Linked DNA regions of Sus scrofa: region 1 is linked to region 2. The links are chromatin contacts, called in public Hi-C maps. All regions are on one chromosome and are shown on one strand. Each heading gives the region's core, a stretch centred on a gene start, on an enhancer-like site or on the middle of the called end of the contact. The rest is flanking DNA. Distances are from core to core; before and after follow the strand shown. Region 1 has its middle 320 kb from the start of TRIB2. Region 2 has its middle 240 kb from the start of TRIB2.

Region 1 (4,903 bases), core at 2,169-4,668, 560 kb after region 2:
GTTTGGGATGAAAGAGTCTAGTAGCTTCAGGTTTTGGCAAAGTCTCTGGAAGAATTTCTTAAATATTCTGGTTTCGGCAGAGACCAAATTATCTCTCTGAAATATGTGCCCCCTTCATATCAAAATTCATGTGCCTTTCATGGGAAATTCAATCCATATGTTTCCAGGCTATTTATCTGTAATATATTCAGATGCCATCTTGTAAGAGAAATTTGATTTCAAGAAAAAATGTTGGGTTTTCTATAAACCCCCTTTCCTTGAGTCAAAATCTGTACCTTTTTTTTTTTTTAATTCCTCCAAATCTGCCATGGAAAGGACTCAGGTTTGATTTAAGGTCTTGGCCCTGATGTTTCCAGAATAAAGGCTCTAAACTCAGCTGTATTCTAAACCCTTCATCCTTCCTGCTGTCCATATTCACCGCTGTCAGTTTGCAGCCACAGAGTCACCAGAACCAAAAAAAATACCAAATAGATGTTGAAATGACGCTGGCCCTGAAGCAATGTGATTGTGGTCAATGTTTTGTTTGGTTTCCTCCTGATTCAGAAAAAAAAGATCATTTTACTGTTTATTTTTAGACTTCTTCATAAAAAATGACATTGTTCCTTGAATACAAACTAATTAAATTTGTGTTTAGAATTGCAATAGGAACATTGAAATGTCTCAGAGGCTTCTGATTTCATGTATTTCAATAAGAAGCATTTGCTACCATGAACCTACCACGTGCCTTTCACTTAAGAAACCATGCTCATGTGATAGGGTCACTGGTGTGAAAACACACAGTCAGGCTGTGAACTTTTCTTCTAAGTAGCCAGAGAGCATGGCCAGTGATTGGGGGGAAAGTTCAGGTCCAGATCCAGATGGATTTACAGAGACCAGGCATGTTTACTGATTGTATAACATCAAGTGGCTTCTTAAAAGTAAAACCTAGCAGAAATAAGTAGACCCATCCCAGGCCCAGAAAGCCCACATGCAAGGCAGTCATGCCTCTTTCAATCAGATTTATAAAGAATTAGCCAGGGGTACAAGTTCTGGATTCAAATGCACCTGAGTTTGAATCAGAAATTAACCACTGTGTATGTGTGCCACATTGAATATTATAAAACTCCTCCATCCTTCAGTTTGGCACTTTTAAGATGAGATAAATGATACTGAGATTTAGATGAAATACTGTATGGGTCTGTGATATAGTCTTTTTTTTTCCCCCCCAGGAAAGAATTCTCAGAAGAGTTCAAACAAGTCTATATATTGGGGAAAAAATAATGTCTAATTTGGAGATAAACCACTACTCTGAAAATGTATTTACATTTTATATTTTCTGAAAGAAAAGGAGTTAACTTGTATTAATCAGAGAAGTTCTGGGACGTGTGCAGGTAGTGGAAATTTTGGAGGTTGAAGAGACATGAGAGGTTATCCAGATTGGCCCCCATGCCTTCTATGTACACACCTATTCAAAGAAGAGAATAGGCTTATTTAAAACTACAGAGTGAGTAGCGAGAGAGCACCAGGCCTCTCGAAGTCAGATATCCTGACTCTGAGCCCAGACATCCTTCAACAGCACAAGCTACACTCATCACAATCTCTGTCACCTTCTTCATCTCCAGATCCACGCAATGTCCCTTGTTTTCCATAGTGTGGACTAGGAGTCCTGCAGGAGGCTGTTGGTGAAGGAAGAGATGCAAGTGGAGTTCTTTAGAAACAACCAAGCCCTGAGCAGATGTCAACATGACTCTTCTCCTAGATCTTACCCATTAAATCGAGACATTAAGTAATTCGTTCCAGAGTTCCCACTGTGGCTCAGCGGGTTAAGAATCTGGGAGTTCCCGTCGTGGCGCAGTGGTTAACGAATCCGACTAGGAACCATGAGGTCGCGGGTTCGGTCCCTGCCCTTGCTCAGTGGGTTAACGATCCGGCGTTGCCGTGAGCTGTGGTGTAGGTTGCAGACGCGGCTCGGATCCCGCGTTGCTGTGGCTCTGGCGTAGGCCAGTGGCTACAGCTCCGATTCAACCCGTAGCCTGGGAACCTCCATATGCCGCGGAAGCGGCCCAAGAGATAGCAACAACAACAACAACAACAACAACAACAAAAAAGACAAAAAGACAAAAAAAAAAAAAAAAAGAATCTGACACAGTGTCTCTGAGACATAGGTTCAATCCCTGGCCTTGTTCAGTGGGTTGAATGATTCAGTGTTGCCACAAGTTGCAGCGTAATTTGCAGATATGGCTCTGATCCCAAGTTTCTGTGGCTGTGGCATAGGCTGGCAGCTGCAGATCTGATTTGACCCCTGGCTCAGGAACTTTCATATTTAGCAGGTGCAGCCCTAAAAAAAAAAAAATTTTTTTAAAGACCTTAGGTATCAGGTAATTCATTCCATGGGAACTTTATCTATAAGGATGGGTTTTTCACTCAGTTATCCAGAAAACAAATAACAATAAACCCTCAAGGTTTTAATAAGGCATCACTGTGATCTCTTCAGGATGACTGTTTCTCAAACCTCTTGCATCTGGAGCAGTATACCAAGGTTTATGCAAAGCCAAGCCCAAACATGGTACCTCTGCTGGAAGGGCCAATTCCACTGAAATTTGAGGGGAAACATTCTTTTCTTAAAACAATAAAGACAGGTCTAGAGTAAAATATAAAATTGCTTGAATTAAAATGAAATTATGGAATTTACAATTTGGTTTGTAAATGATAGCGTATATTTATTAAGCCTTTATGCCCCAGACTGTGCTAAGTGCTTAACGTACATTAATTCATTTCTCAGAGCATCTCCATGAAGAAGACACAAAAATCACTGAAGCAGACAAGAATTTAAACTGAGAGGCAAAGGAAACTGCCCAAGCCACACAGCCCCTAAAGGTAGCAGAATCCAAACACAAGAGCGCCAACCTGCAGAGCCCATGAACTTAACCCCTATGTGATACACCTCTCAGTCTGGTATTTACTAGGAAGGGCCGTCTTAGCCATAAAACTGTCACCATAAAGCAAGGGAATATTCATTTGCACTCTCCCGTTGGCTTTGAGTACTCAGTGGAAAATTTTGAGAAGCCTTGGATTCTAGCTTCCCCTGTGGCTGGTGCTGGTTATATAACATGCACATCAGTTTTTTTTTTTTTTTTTTTTTTTTAAAGCTGAATTGCAAATAGTCTACTAACCTGGAAGGAATGTCTGAATGACTCCCACACCACACTGGTGCTAATTCAGTTGGGAGAGTTTTGTGGGTTTGCTGTGATTTTATTGAAATAAAGGGTTTGGCGATCATCGTTAGTAACTCAAGTGTTTCTTTTGATCCATGTAGAAATCGCTCAGCTAAATGACATTTACATGTTATTCTTAACTGCCTGTGGAATCAGATAATCCTTTCCCCAGAAGGATGTCAGCAGCCTCCATAATTTGTGAAAGAAGAGCATCCGGGAAGGAGCAGGGTGTCATGCATGCCTGGAGGGAAGATGTCTGGGTTGATGATTCATGTACTTTTATAGCTTTGGGTTTCACGGTCTTCGTTTTTAAAAAGCAATTTGCATGTATGTGAGCTTTGTGATTTGCATGTATTCTCAGGGATGCACGCGAGTCTATTTTCGCCCACGTATGGAGACTCTCAGGATGAGATCCAGGGGATGGGTGATCTGATTTGCTTCAGTGTCACAGAGCACCCACGTGGTTGAGGAGGGTGGAAACGCCTGTTCCAATATGCTAGTCCCGAACGGTGCCAAGGATGAACAGACCAGAAAAAAAATATTGTGTCATCAGCCCAGACCTTGAATTTTCACCAAAGGTCTCACCAAATGGTGTAAGGCTGAGTCTGAGGGCCAGAGTGTTCTGTGCAGGATGTGAAAGTCCATGGTGGAAGAACTCCAAAACTGAAGTCAGAGGAAAAGTACCATGCAGGCTCTGATTTGCTTAGTACCAGGGGATCTGCTTGCAAAGGCAGAGGGAGGGATTCAGACTTTCAGGGAAGAGGCCCTGACGCAGGTATCCAAGGACAGCAGTAATGGCCACGGCAAAGGAGCAATGACATTGTTAGAGAAGCCCAGGCGCCCTCAGAACTTCAGTTTTTCTGTGTTAACACAAATTCACGGGCTCCTTCCTTACCCAGCCTCTGACATTGTCGATCCTGCCTGTGTTCCTTCCTCAGACCCAGCCTATCCCGCTTACCCCCTGCACTCCTCAGTGGGAGCTCATCATTTCTGCCTGGGTAACTGGAATCATCTCCCAGATGAGTTCCTGTCTTCTCATGACAAGGCTTGTCCATCAAATAATCTGACACCCAGTTTCCATAGCCATCATGCTCCTATCTACATTTGGGTTGGGTCCCTTCCCTGCTGATGAAACACCCTGTGGTTTTGCATGACAAGGGGGTATTATCCAAATCTCTGAGTGTGGCATGCCTGCCCTCCACCACCACCCAAATCAGGGATCCTTGACTTTGCTACCCTGCCCACCATCTTCTCTGTATACCCTACATCTGCTCCATCAGCACTCAGGACTTTGTCATGGTTTTGTGCCTTGCTAAGAGTATTCTTTTTACCTGGACCCATGCTTCTCCCTGCCTGCCAGGTTAGTGCATCCATATCCTTTAAGCCCCAGCTATGATCACTTCCCCCTTAGGTCTGCCACCTATGGTTTCCCCAAAGTCTTGACACAACCTCCACTCTCCACCCAGACTACCCATGGGATGGGACTGATCTCTGGACATCATGTTGACTTAACTCCCTCCTTCCAGACCATGAGACCCTCAAGGGCCAAGGTATTATCTGTTACTGTGTCCATAACACAACCCAGACCCAAGGATGTTCTTACCAAATCTTCATTAAATAGATTGAATTTGCTTAATGCAAAATTGAGAGGCAGGAGAGATCTAAATAAATAATTTCTCTTCTAAACCACAGGCCTAGATTATGCAAAA
Region 2 (5,153 bases), core at 1,382-3,881:
TCAAAGGATGTGGTGATTAAACCTGGTTGTTGAGCCCAGGGAGCTGTTGGTGGAGGAAAAGCGTGTTTGGGAGAAGTTCTGAAGAAAGGAAAGGTCATTGGGTCTCCAGAGGTGTCATCTGGGAGCTGGGGAGGAGGGACGCCAAGGTCCAGGGAAGCGGAGGAGCAAACGCGTGGCGATGACAGGTGAATGGGGGTCTAGGATGTACGCGGAGTTTGGTCACCACGAGGAGGAGGAGAAAATGTCGGCGTCACACTGAGAATGTGGTCGGCAACGTTATCTGGCCGTGCTCCTTCTGATGGCGGGGCTCGCTCTTCTCGTGGGGAACTGGGATTGCAGGTGAAGGCTGTAGAGAGGCAGAGAGGGGACCGGCTTCCTGGGGGGTGAGGGGATCAGACTCCTCCCGGCACAGCATGCCGCAAGTGGGAGAAATGAACCCGATTTGGGGAGCTCTGCGAGAGAATCCTGGTCCTACCGCTGAGTCTGGGAGCTAAGCCATGTCTCTGAGTCTGTTGCCACATCTGTGTGATGGAGCCAGTCCCCCTTGCTGTACACAAGTGCTGATCTTCCTAACAATCCAGCAAAGTGAGAACCGTCACTGCCCATTGCACAGATGTAGTCGAGTTTTCCAGGGCACACAGAGACTAGCAGTCCCACACTTTAACCTCTTCCGCGTGCCCTTGTGTTCATTCACAAACAAAATCAATGCGATGTGCCTAAAGTTCCTTGCGCACAATGTTGTCCTTGCTTAGAAGGAAACCAGACTTGACTGCTGCATCCCTGAACCCTAGTTGCCTTCATTCTCTCGAGAACCTGGATTACACAGGCACTTGATCCATAGTTGGTGTTTCGCACTGGTATGAACAGATACATAACGTAAAATGAAGAGCTATGGAAGGATTCCTATGTGTATTACTGTATTCTTATAACAGTCTGTTTGGAGAGTTCGCAAAACATTCGCACGTTGCAGCTGTTGAATGCGTCCAGCTTCTGGACCTGGCAGCTCTTTTCCATGTACGGAAACGTGTTCAGGCTCTTTTGCTGCCTTCCTCGTACGTTTCTGCAGAGCACAGCGTGATGAATGTTTGCAGGGTCTGTAGCACAGTCCTGTAATAGAATAAGTGTCCATCAGATGTTATTGTGTTATCAGGATCGCCACCATTGCTGTCGTTATTATTTTGTCTTCCTCGCAGCTTGAGAGTCTCCAGGGCAGATGTAATTGTCCCAGTTTTACAGAAGGGGGACTTAAGGCTCAGATGGGATAAATGGCTGCCTTTAGCAGAGCTGCAACATGAATTTTGCTCTTTTACTTCATGATACAATGCTCTCCCCTTTGCCATCATGTCTCAGCATATCCATGTTAGATAATTCTTCCAGTTGGGAAAAATGTTGGCAGAAAGAAAAGTTAATGAGCTGAATCATTTAAATGGACAGATTGGAAAAATACTGTTGTTCCTTTTGCATGTTACACTCTTGCCAGAAATCAAGTAGGTGGAGTTTTGGAAGAGTAACCAGTTAGCTAAATATGGTAGTTTCAGATAATCAAGTTTAAAGCCATACCAGTTATATTTAATGTTTGAAGGGGAAAAAAATCAGAAAATTTGGGCATGAGGCTGAACTCACTGAGCTTGGCTCACCACCAAATTTCTCTCATCCAAAGCAATGACGCTGAAGAGTTATAAATACCATGCACCTATATCATGAAGCGTAACACATCCTAGGAAAAGTTTTACGTTTAAGTCACCTTTGCAAAATGTTGGGAGTTAGCTAAGATTACAAACGTTCAATTCAGACCCCAGTTGCTAGAGAAAAAAACACATGTTTATATGGCAGCTGGGGGCAAAGCATCTGTGTGCACAGTTTTATCTGCTCCGGGGTCACTCTGTCTTTGACTCTGGTTTACAACTTACACCAGTCTCTGTAAGAGAAATCAGGTCCCACCCGCAGTTTTCTAGCTTAATGAGATAAAAACCCTGATGATCAGTGCATGAATGTAAAACTAAGATAAACTGGTATCTGCTACTGATAAATATTTAACAGATGTGGTCCAGATCCCTCTGCCAGCTGGAGGAGGGAAAAACGTTCTATTTCACAGTTCAAATATAATTATTGGCCACATTTCTCCAAGCAAAGACAGTGACATTGGCTCACTCCCCAGGAGAATTTTCCTCTGATCTTGGCATTAGGATTTGGTTTTCTTTAACAGATTGCAGCAATATACCCTTTGCTTGACCCACTTTCTTCATTCACAAGATACCTGGAGCCAAAGTCATGCATGGGAAACAGAAAGGGAAGAGCACAAGCTGTGTTTCTGTACCTGCCAAAGGGTTGCAGAGAAACGCACGTACTCCAGGCCCCACTGAATGCACCTGTCCATCAGTTTGGTCTGGCAAAGGATCATTTGATCCAAGCAGCTCATTCAGGACTTAGCAGCACTTCTACCCAGACCCACTAATCACTTTTTTGGGACAGCTTCACAGACAGTCATTATTATTCCAAGTCTTTTGCCCTTTGCACTCTTTAAACAGATTGTGTGCAAAGGCTTTTCCTAAACATCACCACTGAGACTCCTTCCAGTAACGAGTGACTCATCCCGTGGATCCCCAAGCAGCTGTTGTGTAATGGGAGCAGGATGTTTTGCCCATGTTCCTTGACCTGACCATGTTGACCCCCGAGGATGTTTTGGTCCAGGAAGGCATAGTCCAGAGCTTAGGTGGGTAACACACCCCAACAGGGTTCATTTCCCATTTCTACTCTGCTTGTGCAATCCCTTTTCCAAACACTGTTACCAGAATAATATTTTTTTTCTAAAACGCTAGTCTGACCATGTCATTCCTCTGCTTAAAAGCCATCAATCATGGACTTCCTGTCACCAACAAAAAAGCAGCACCACATTCTGATCCTACTTGACCTGCCTTTTCTCATCTTCAGCTCTCTCTTTGCATAATCACCCCTGGCCCCCACACTCATCCTGCCTGCATTACACATGAATGTATGCTATTTTTCTTGCCCAAGGCCCGAGGTCCAGAGTTACTTTCAAGTCTCATTCCTCATACAAAGCCTCTTTCAAGATCCACGTTAAGTATCTCTGCATCCAGGAAGCATTTTCTGCCAACTCCGGGCCTTGAACACCCCCTGCTTCTAAACACATGGCACATCTATTCTATCTCAGTCATTATAGATGTTTTCTTACTATTAAATTTATAGTTTTATTCTTGAGTGCATAGCTGTCTCACCAATTACTGAGAGTCAAGCTTATGTTTTATTTTCGTTTTGTAGATTGTGAGGGCAATGCAGTTGGGAACCTACATGCCATGTGGATGCTGAGGGCAGGAGGAACATATCAGACTTCCTCCTTCATCACTGAGTGGCTGTCTCAGAGCTGCAGAGCCCACCAAAGAGGACAGAAAACCTTGTCAGATAGAGAAGGACTATCTAGCCTACAGGGTACTGGTTTACTCTCCAGCTAGGCGCTCTAAATCTTGGAGGATGTGACGCCCAGCCCTGAGACCTACCATGCAGCCAGAGCTTGTTGGTTTGGTTTAAGGAACCCTATGGAAAGAGGAGAGCTAGGTTGGAACATACAACTGATCCCACGGGTATCCCCCATGGAATCTGTGTTTTTAAGGACCGAGTTTAATGGGGTACTAACTCATAGAATACACATATGATGATTTTATTAAAAGCATTATGAATAATCTTATCTCATTCAAACATCACCAAATCCATGATCAGGAGAGTCAGCTGTAAAACACAATTATTTACTGAGTGCTTGCACTGTGCCTGGGGACACAGAGGGAGGGCACTACTGTTTTTGCTCTTGAGGAATGCCCTGTGAACATCTTAGAGGTAGAACAGCTGAAGCGCACCGGCCAAACCGTCCAGTCCAGCGCTTGGCCTGGACTCCAGTACAGGCCTTGGATTCCTATCGGCGCAGCCCTCTTTCCACTCTTTATGCTGCTCTATGGCTTATGTTCAGGGAGTGACTGCTCTTCCTGGGTTTCTTTAATCTTGTCTGGATGGCTGGGAAGCTTAGGAGGAAGATGCAATAGAGAACAAATGTGTGGTTGCCAAGGGGGAGGGAACGGGATGGACTGGGAGCTTGGGGTTAAGGGGGAGGGAGCAGGATGGACTGGGAGCTTGGGGTTAATAGATGCAGACTCATACACTGAGAATGGAGAGATAGTGAGGCCCTGATTATATAGCATAGGGAACTATACCCAATCTCCTGGGATAGACCATGATGGAAATGAGTACTTTTTATGCACATATATAGATCAGCTCAGAGCCCATCATATGTATGTATACACATACATGACTGAATCATTTTGCTGTATGTCAGAACTCGGTACAACAGTGTCAATTGAATATACTCAAATAAAAAGTAAATAAATAATAATTTAAAAGGTAAGAAAGATAGCAATGTGAGGGAATACGTCCTATTTTCTATATGATTCAGAGGAGACAGGGGAACAACTTTTTTGTGTTAGGCAGAAACCCTGTGATAAAAGAAGCTTCCCAGGGAGTTCCCTTTGTGGCTCAGTGGTTAACGAACCCGACTAGGATCCATGAGGATACGGGTTCAAACCCTGGCCTCGTTCAGTGGGTTAAGGATCCAGTGTTGCCATGAGCTGTGGTGCAGGTCGCAGATGTTGCTCGGATCCCGTGTTGCTGTGGCTGTGGCGTAGACTGGCAGCTGTAGCTCTGATTCAACCCCAAGCCTGAGAACTTCCATATGCCGAGGTTGGGCCCTAAAAAAGCAGCTCCCAAAGACAGGTCCTGGTCACAGAGGAGCTGGATAATACCCCTTCCCCATCCCCCCACCCACTCCACCCACGCCCACTTCAAAATGCTTCTTTCCACTGACACCCATGATCAGTAAGACCTCACAGTTTCCCTGGGATGTGGGCCAATTTGATTAGCTCCTTTTTCCAAGCTTAGAAGCTGCTGTGTACTAATCCCTTTAACCTCTGCAAAGCCAGGAAAAACGTGACAGCAAAAGCAATATTAGTACTTGCAGACTCTTTCCGTTTTTCAGATTTTGAGAATTTATTATATATTTACAAAGAAGAAAAAAAAAAAAAAAAGCTCTTGTCACTTACGGTCACTGTTATCCTGATCAGCTCGGAGCCCTAAGGGGCTCATTCCCCAGT

The links. A called contact is a pair of places that touch in the nucleus more often than the background predicts.
Region 1: a Hi-C map of embryonic fibroblasts shows a contact between it and region 2, with 2.7 times the contacts expected there. The contact joins two enhancer-like sites. A contact is called at or near these places in 2 of 47 Hi-C or Micro-C datasets (embryonic fibroblasts and heart right ventricle) and 1 of 2 datasets of contacts at active chromatin or transcription factors (skeletal muscle).

The regions. Positions count from the first base shown.
Region 1 is chr3:124,516,478-124,521,380 of Sscrofa11.1, forward strand. No RefSeq gene overlaps it. Among named protein-coding and RNA genes, the nearest start is that of TRIB2, 320 kb to the left of the region's middle. Within about 2 kb of position 3,419, at least 7 of the 83 cell types and tissues checked have an H3K27ac peak or open chromatin away from gene starts, as enhancers often do. A contact at or near this core is called in embryonic fibroblasts, where this site is marked.
Region 2 is chr3:123,952,825-123,957,977 of Sscrofa11.1, forward strand. No RefSeq gene overlaps it. Among named protein-coding and RNA genes, the nearest start is that of TRIB2, 240 kb to the right of the region's middle. Within about 2 kb of position 2,632, at least 13 of the 83 cell types and tissues checked have an H3K27ac peak or open chromatin away from gene starts, as enhancers often do. A contact at or near this core is called in embryonic fibroblasts, where this site is marked.